2 separate regions of the Gossypium hirsutum genome follow, and region 1 is linked to region 2. The links are chromatin contacts, called in public Hi-C maps. All regions are on one chromosome and are shown on one strand. The core of a region is the stretch at or near the end of the contact, and the rest is flanking DNA. Distances in the headings are between cores, read along the strand shown.

The links. A called contact is a pair of places that touch in the nucleus more often than the background predicts.
Region 1: a contact with region 2 is called in a Hi-C map of leaf, with 2.4 times the contacts expected there. The contact joins the promoter of LOC107918781 here to the promoter of LOC107918698 in region 2. A contact is called at or near these places in 5 of 34 Hi-C or Micro-C datasets (callus, leaf and petal).

Annotation. Positions count from the first base shown.
Region 1 is chrD13:16,580,513-16,584,647 of Gossypium_hirsutum_v2.1, reverse strand. It overlaps LOC107918781 (protein enabled homolog), which reads right to left and starts at 2,867. Exons shown (of 2, transcript XR_005922774.1): 1 at 1,980-2,867; 2 at 919-1,683. LOC107918580 (a long non-coding RNA gene) reads left to right here and starts at 2,997. Exons shown (of 4, transcript XR_001690159.2): 1 at 2,997-3,601; 2 at 3,738-3,862; 3 at 4,074-4,135.
Region 2 is chrD13:16,432,655-16,436,917 of Gossypium_hirsutum_v2.1, reverse strand. LOC107918698 (ureide permease 1) reads left to right here and starts at 1,721. Exons shown (of 7, transcript XM_016848286.2): 1 at 1,721-1,871; 2 at 1,985-2,251; 3 at 2,492-2,630; 4 at 2,717-2,891; 5 at 3,011-3,140; 6 at 3,232-3,606; 7 at 3,695-4,017. The coding sequence starts at 2,015. The coding sequence ends at 3,847.

The DNA.
Region 1 (4,135 bases), core at 1,618-4,117, 150 kb before region 2:
AAATATTTACAAATCTAAAAATATGTAATGAGTGAATTTAGAGGAAATATATTATAGAATAAAGTATATTAAAAAATGTATATAAAACATATCAAATTTACATGAAAATATATATAAAAATGTGGAAATTTAAATAATGATACATAATAAATTTTGAATAATAAAGCATGGTAAATTTATATAATATTAATGTTAGATTCAAAATAATAATATATTATAATATTGAAATAGTATTGATAATGAAATAAAAATATATATTAAACTTAAATAAGAAAGAAAGTTAGATTTTATTGGACGAAATTGTATTAAATTTGAAATAAGAAGGAAAAAATGAAAATAAAGCAAAATTGAGGACCAAAAAGGGCACGCGCGAATAACATGGGGGCTAAAGAGGAAAATATCCTTAGCTCCAAAATGCTGCATTCAGCATGGACCAAAATGAAACCAACGACAAATTATGCTGTCCAAAATTAAAGAAATTTAAGGGATCGAATTGAAACACAGCGCAAAACAAGAAGGGCTTGGCGCGAAAATATCCCTCCCCATACCAAAACGCGCGGATCAAGCCGCGGTTGGATCGGATCATCGGGCTGCTAGGCAATGGTCAATACGACACCGTTTTGGAGCCACTGATCAGACTCTAAACGGTGCCGTTTCGTGCGTCATATGAAGGCCAAGACAAAACCCTAAACTGGCAGCATTCTAAGCACTTTCGGCAGTTTAAAAAAAAAACTAAACCCTCCCTTAGCCGTTTCAGGAACCAAGCCTCTGTCCATCCGACCCCGATTCATGCGAAAGGGAAAAGGACTTCATCGGCGCCGACGACAAGGTAAGATCCCCCCTTTTCTCATAGGAAATAGAAAGAATCAAAGAAAACAGTAAAGAAACGCAGAGAAAGAAAAAGAAAAGAGAACCACCTTCCAAAAAAACTGATCTTTTCCTTTTTTTCGATTTCTTTGTATTGATCGTGTATGTAACACTTACAAAATGTTTACTCTCTAATCTTATAGCCGAATATTCAGAATGAAAAACAAACAAACAAAAAATACAATATTTGTTCTCTCTGCTGCGTTGCGTTTGTTGTGTTGCAGGTACGTGTACGGAGACCTACGTGGAGGTACGGAGGTGGCCGTACGGAGGCATGCGTGGCAGTGCATGGCGACGCGTGTGGATGAAGGCAGCATTCATCGCTAATGCGGCGCTGGATACTATTAGGGTTTTCTGTTTCCACGTTAGTTGGGCTAGGTTAATTGGGTTTTGGTTTGGGCAAGGTTAAGTGGGTATTTGGGATCTGTTTGAGTTATTGGGCTATCTGTAAATGGACTTAGTTTGTATTTTGGGTTTGCTGGACTGATGGACTTTTAATAATTTTGTTTTTATTTTTATTTTTATATATTTTTTGTTTATTTATTTGATTTGGGCCGGGCAAAATTAGGTATTACAACATGCATCACTAATTATTTTCGTTACAGACTTAACAAAAATACCATTTTTCGTCCCCTATCATTGCTCTCCCATCCCTCTCCCCTTCTTCCCCACTACCACTGCTATTAGAAGCCTAGCCACATTGTCCTTCCATTTCATTCTCTTCCATGGCCATCCATTCTTGCCTTTGCACTTCTCACCATTTTCCATCTTCGTTATAACTTGGTTCATCTGCTTCACTCATGCTTCCATCATTTCCTAAATCATATGCAAAGAACAAAGTGTAAAATGAGAAGAACCAATGTATACCATGTGAACAAGAAAGGCCGGTCAAGCTTGTTAATGAGATTCAAGATAATGTTGTTATTAGTCACTACATTAAGTTTTGGTCCAGTGAACTGCCCATTGATAAGAAGGATAACCTTCACAACAACAAAAAATCAAAACTTTTTTTTCTTAGAAACCTAGAAACATACACATAAAAAAGCACATTACTTTCATCAACCCAAAACACAATTTCAGAATTTGACAGTTTAGAGATCAGAGTAACCTACCGGGGAACTCCAAGAATAGAACGAGTACCATAAGTAACAGTCCAGGTGAAATACAAGGGTCTTCAGCATTCACCAAAGACACGCCCAAAACAACCAAAACACCAAAAACCAAATGAGGAATGAATGATTTCTCCATTTTCCCTTTAATACACTAAAAGCCAACCAATCAAACATTTAAAAAAAAACCTGGCCGAAATTGGTTTATCAGAAGACTATCACCATAACCGCCTGAAACTGAAACTCACCTGCTGGTTTGAAACTCCCTGGAAAATGAAATATTTTCATAACAAAACAGGGAAAAATATGTATACTTTAAAGCAAGTTGGAAGCTCGCATTTAATCTAATAATCGGCGCAACGCGTTCCGCGTTAAGATAATTGCTTCCCGCTTATGTTTATTTTCACTGCTTTAAAAAGGCCAAAAGTGAAAAAGAATGAAACATGTAATAGGTGAGAAGGAAAATAAAAATGGAAATCTGGGTTAGGTTGAAGTAAAAATGGACTCTAACCGATCTAATGTAAACTCATAAGCCACAAATGTTACAACACCAATCTGATGCAAGGAACAGAGTAGTAATAGCGGCGACGGTGGTAATGGTGGTGGGGATGATGGTGAAGAAAGAATAGGGGGAAGAGGGGGAGAGGGCAAGGGTGGGGAGGTTTGCAAAAAATTGAAGGCACTTGTGATAGGGGGAGGGATGGTGGGGAAGAGGGAGAGGGATGGGAGAGTAGTGATACGGGGATAAATAACCATGTGAAAATGGGATGGGCAAATAAATTTGTTGTAATAATTAAAACAAAATAAATCTCAAAACATTAATGTTTGGATTGGTGGAGTAAAAGCTCGTATCTTCATCCTTTTAATTAATTCACTAATCACTTCCACCACTAAACAATGCTTCAAGGTTTCTTTTTTTAATTTATTTGAAGGGATATTATTGGTAAAATTTACAGCATATTTTGTTGGCTGTAATATCAATACATTACAACTCAATTCGACCCATCATTAAACTATTGTTTGATTGGTTGTAATGAGTTATCACAGTCCTATTCCATACGGCTTACTCAGGACAAAGATGCTGTTTACCATTTGGTGGTCTCCCACATAATGACAATTCAGGGAATGGGTGAGTAACTTAAGATTTCAATTTTACCCTCACCATTATCATTTCTTTCTCACGTCTGAGACCTTTTCCCTCTCTTCTTCCTTCCATTGTAATCATCAACAAATTACCAACTTATCAATTTAAATTTTTTTAATCCCATTTCCTCCCAACCCTGTCTCCCTTTGACAAACCGTAACAAGGCCTTCAATCTCAGAACCGCTTTTCTAACTCCAAATGCCCTCAACAAGGCCTTCTCTTGCTTTTGATTGAGGTGGAAACTTGAGAAGAGAAACAACCAGATAGTGGTTTAATGTGAGGCTTCAACTGTACCTGAGAAGGAGGCCGAAGAGACCTTCAGGGAGAATTTTGAGTACCAAGCAGAGGTGGGTTCTTTTGCTTTTCCTGGGTTTTGCTCTTCTGTTTCTGCTTTTGGTGGAATATTTAGGGATTTACATGGTGGTGTTGGATTGGGCGATTTAGTGTTGAATCCTATTCTGTTTTTCTTGGTGCTGAGAAGGTAACATGCTGTCAGCTTAATATAACCTGCATTCTCATCTTTTGCTTCATGTATGAAGCCTTTTCGTTCAATAATTTTCAAGCTAATTGGGTTGATTGTTTATATGTTTATTGAACGGGTTGTTGTGTTTACAAAGAGTCCAAAATCAGACAAGCAATACGTTGGGAAGTTGTAGCAGACAGTAGCTCCTATGTGAATAGGGAGGAAACTAATCTAGAAAATCTTCAAGTCCGTGGTACACAGATTACACTTTATTTAAGGGTACTACATTTGTTCATTCTTTTTCCTCTTTTACACCCTATTTGAATGTATTTGCATTTGCATGTTTAAAAATTTAAAGGAAGATAATAAATAACATTGAGATTTGAATGTAGTGTTTAATGTTACAAATACAATTGCCTTAGAAATTTCTGGTTCTTCAAATGTACAATTCTTCTGAGTGCCAAATGTCTAAGATATTGTTCTCCTGCAGTCAGATGACAAGTACGAATTCTCAGATCCCACCAGAATTCAGAATTTGGTGAAGAATTACTC
Region 2 (4,263 bases), core at 472-2,971:
CTTTGACAACCGTGGGCAATTCTTCAAAAAAAAAAAACCAAAGTCTAGTATCCAATCCCTATCAAAATCATCATTCAAATATAGCTCTTAAAAGAAACGAACGACTTCATCTTTTAACCTATCCTCGTCAAAACACCGTTCTCAAGTATTTAACTTTAAACCCCTAATTGTGATATTAACCCTCATATAAATATCAAAGATATGAATTTACAACATATTTTTGTTTCGGCAAAATATTTTGAAGTCAATGTTTTGCTATTTTATATATATATATTTTGAATTTTGAGACTTTAATCCTAATTGGTACAATAGTCATTAAATTTATTAACTAGAATAATGTGACTTAATTTTAAGTATTAATTTGGAAATAGTAGATTGAGATGACATAATATATCTGATGATATGTCAGCATAAGATTTTGTAAATAACATAATTTAACTCAACATATTTAATAGTTAGGGTTTAGTTTTAATTCAAGCTATAACCATTAAATTTATTAACTAAAATAATGTGATTTTTTAGTATAATGTGAAAATAACATGATAAAATGATATTACACATGTAATCATATATTTGTCGAATAAGATTTTGTAAATAACAATATTTAATTTAATAAATTTAATTATTTATGATTAAAATAAAAAGATTAAAAATATCAAATTTAAAAATAAAAATTGAATTCACAATTTACGCTTAATAAAATAATTGAATTTTGTTTTATGTTATACCCTTACTTATAGGATTCTTAAATAATTTAATTATTTAAGCTTGCTTAAGTTGACTAATATATCACATGATATCTTAGCTGTATAAAAAGAAAGAAAAAGTAAAAGAAATTATATCTTAGCAGGTCTCAATCAAGGGCATTAAATAATTTATAGGTCATATTGAATTTTTTAAACATTTTGACGGGGACCAGAAAAGAGAAATTGTGCAAACTTTACACACTGCTAAGCATAAAGTTGATATTATTATTATTAAATCTTCAATATTTAAGTTTTTTGAATTGGTTTATTACGGATTCAATCCTTTTAGACTTTGATCATTTTAATTCAGTTTTCAAAAATTAGATTAAGGGGACATAAATGATAAAACTAAAAGTAAATAAATAATAAAAATTGTATTTTAACACCTCAAAATAAAATTACATTCAAAAATTTTATAGTTCAATTCCTACTTTATAAACAAAAAAAAAAAAGAGTCTGTATTCGCATTGCTTGCAGCTAAATATCATCGGTTTTCATTTACTCCTGTAACCTTGCTTCCAATCACTGAGAATGGCGTACTGTGTCCTATTTTAAAATATTAGAGAACACTTTGTGATTGTCGGTTAATGGTATGCTTAAACATTAAATACATATATATAACCAGCCATATCTGTTATGTCATGTTTGATTTTGGGGACAATACAGCCAGCTTGGACCGCAATCTTCTGCAAACCCTTTCAAAAAGGAATAAAAGCATCAAATTCATTAAAAAAATAAACCTGATATAGCCAAGCTGGATCAGATCCCATTAAAATACCACCCATTTGAGTATTCATCTATTTTTCCACTCATAGAAACATGAAAATATACCCACCAACCAATAAAAATTTGATCATCTATGCAACCCCTACAATAGCTATTAGTATATATATTCTATATTGATATAATGAAGATATCATAAATTTAAAAATTATATTTATAAATTTAATAGTTAGCAATACTTTGGCCCACTATGTATGGCGGAAAGAAAGAAGAAACGTGCAAATATCTAAAACAAGTTGCAGTCAAACGAATCTGCTTTAACAAGATAAACTATAAAGCAGATGGTTCCAGTTGGATTCAGCATATTTTATTCTTTTATTTTCCCTAGTTCCGAGATTCAAGGTAAAGTTAGAAAGGATACCTTTCTGTATTATCTTTCAATGACTCCATTGGAGTGCTTGGGAAAAGATGATTGGAGAACATGTTTTCAACTGACAAGTTTTTCATGGTTTTAGGATTGTATCAGATATTACGGAGTGAAGATCATGTATGTAGTGGAGAGCAAAGGGGGTGCCATAGTGTGTATGCTGTTAGCTCTTTTGTTCCTGGGTACATGGCCTGCACTTATCACTCTGCTAGAGAGGCGAGGACGCCTTCCCCAGCACACTTACCTTGATTATACAATCACAAATCTCTTGGCTGCTGTTATTATAGCTTTAACATTTGGCCAAATTGGGGACAGCACGGTTGAAAGGCCCAATTTCTTCACGCAACTTTCCCAGGTGAGTTTCCCAGTTGGGATTGTTGCTATCTTGGAAAGTCTTCTAGTCTAGTTTTCCATTTCAAAGAACATAAAAGGTTACTGTTATTTGCTACAGCTGAAAAGATTCTAAGTGCTTAACCCACTTGGTTCATATAGCCACTCAGAGAAATGGTATTTAGCAAGTTCGGTGCTGGAATCCCAATATCAGCAATCCCTTCACTCATTCCGAATGTAATATATTCATGGGAATTTGATGCAGGATAATTGGTCTTCGGTTTTATTCGCAATGGCTGGTGGGGTGGTTCTCAGCTTGGGAAACCTTTCTACACAATATGCTTGGGCTTTTGTTGGTTTATCAGTTGTAGAAGTCATTTCATCAAGCATGACTGTTGTTATAGGTTAGATATTGAATATTTGAATCTATTGACATCGAAAAGAACTTGATTTCTGATTTCATTGATTAAATTTTCTTTGGTTCTAACAGGTACAACCTTGAATTACTTCTTGGATGGAAAAATAAACAAAGCTGAGATCCTTTTTCCTGGTGTTGGTTGCTTCCTAGTTGCTGTTTGTCTTGCATCAGCTGTTCACTCATCCAATGCAGCTGATTATAAAGCAAAGCTTAGCAGTTGGCCAATTGATAATGAAACTGGAAAAGGGTTTGCTCGTTTTCCTTCCAATACATTACCTAAACAAATTTTGATTTTGATTCATTTTCCTGTTTGATTGGTTTGTTACTATATATATGCAAATCATGAGATTGATCAGTGTTTTCCAGGACTGTGCTTCCATCGGCGTCTGAAGAAGCAGTTTTAAAGGATCGAGAGAACGCGGGTGGTCCTATACGCAAGGCAAAAGCCGGAACAGCAACCTTCTTGATAGAGCTTGAAAAAAGGAGGTCAATCAAGGTTGGGAAGTTAGTTTCAGCTTCACCATTTTCAGTTTTGGGAAGTCTATTTGGTCTTGGCTTCATTTTGTTCTGTGTTTTCTCTTCTGCAGGTGTTCGGAAAGAGCATGTTCATTGGACTGACCTTAACTTTCTTCGCCGGCGTTTGCTTCTCCCTCTTCTCACCGGCATTCAACTTGGCAACAAACGATCAATGGCACACTTTGAAACAAGGGGTTCCCAAGTTGGTTGTCTACACAGCATTTTTCTACTTCTCTGTCTCCTGTTTCGTAATTGCTCTCGTCCTAAACATCAGCTTCCTTTACCATCCAGCTTTGGGAGTCTCCAAATCGTCCTTTAAGGCCTATCTAAAGGACTGGAATGGCCGAGGGTGGGCCTTCCTCGCCGGGTTTCTGTGTGGGTTCGGGAATGGTCTCCAGTTCATGGGAGGCCAAGCTGCAGGCTATGCAGCAGCAGATGCTGTTCAGGTTTGATTTTAATGATCATTTCCATTGAATAAGAATGCTTAAGTAGTCTATTCGCCATCATATGTGAAATCTTTGATCATGGTTTCAGGCACTTCCTCTTGTGAGCACATTTTGGGGAGTGGTTTTATTCGGAGAGTACCGAAGATCGTCACAAAGAACATATATATTGCTGTTCAGCATGTTGTTCATGTTCATTGCAGCTGTTGGAATACTTATGGCATCATCTGGTCATAGGAAATGAAAATGCAGCTTTGGAAAACTACAGCTTATGTTGAAGTAGAACATACTTCAGAGGCTGTGGTTGTTGGTTCTTATCTAAGATCCATCTTTTTCTCCATAGCACACACACTTTGTTTCATAGTTTGTAAACTTCTTGAATTACACAATGATTAATGTCTTTCGGCTTTCCAACTCGATGACTTTAGCTGCAAAACGTATATTGACCGAGGAAAGAGTACACCAGAAATAGAATGAACACCTCAACTTGACTATCACCAAGTAAGAAACTAGTCTTTACATAAGTTTAGCTCCATGTTGTCCATCAACTAACTAGTAATGGTCATAAGCATTGAAATAAAACCAGTATGCACAACATGGTTATCAAAGCATGAGAAACAATGTAAGAAACCAGTATGCACATGGTTATTAGAGCATGAG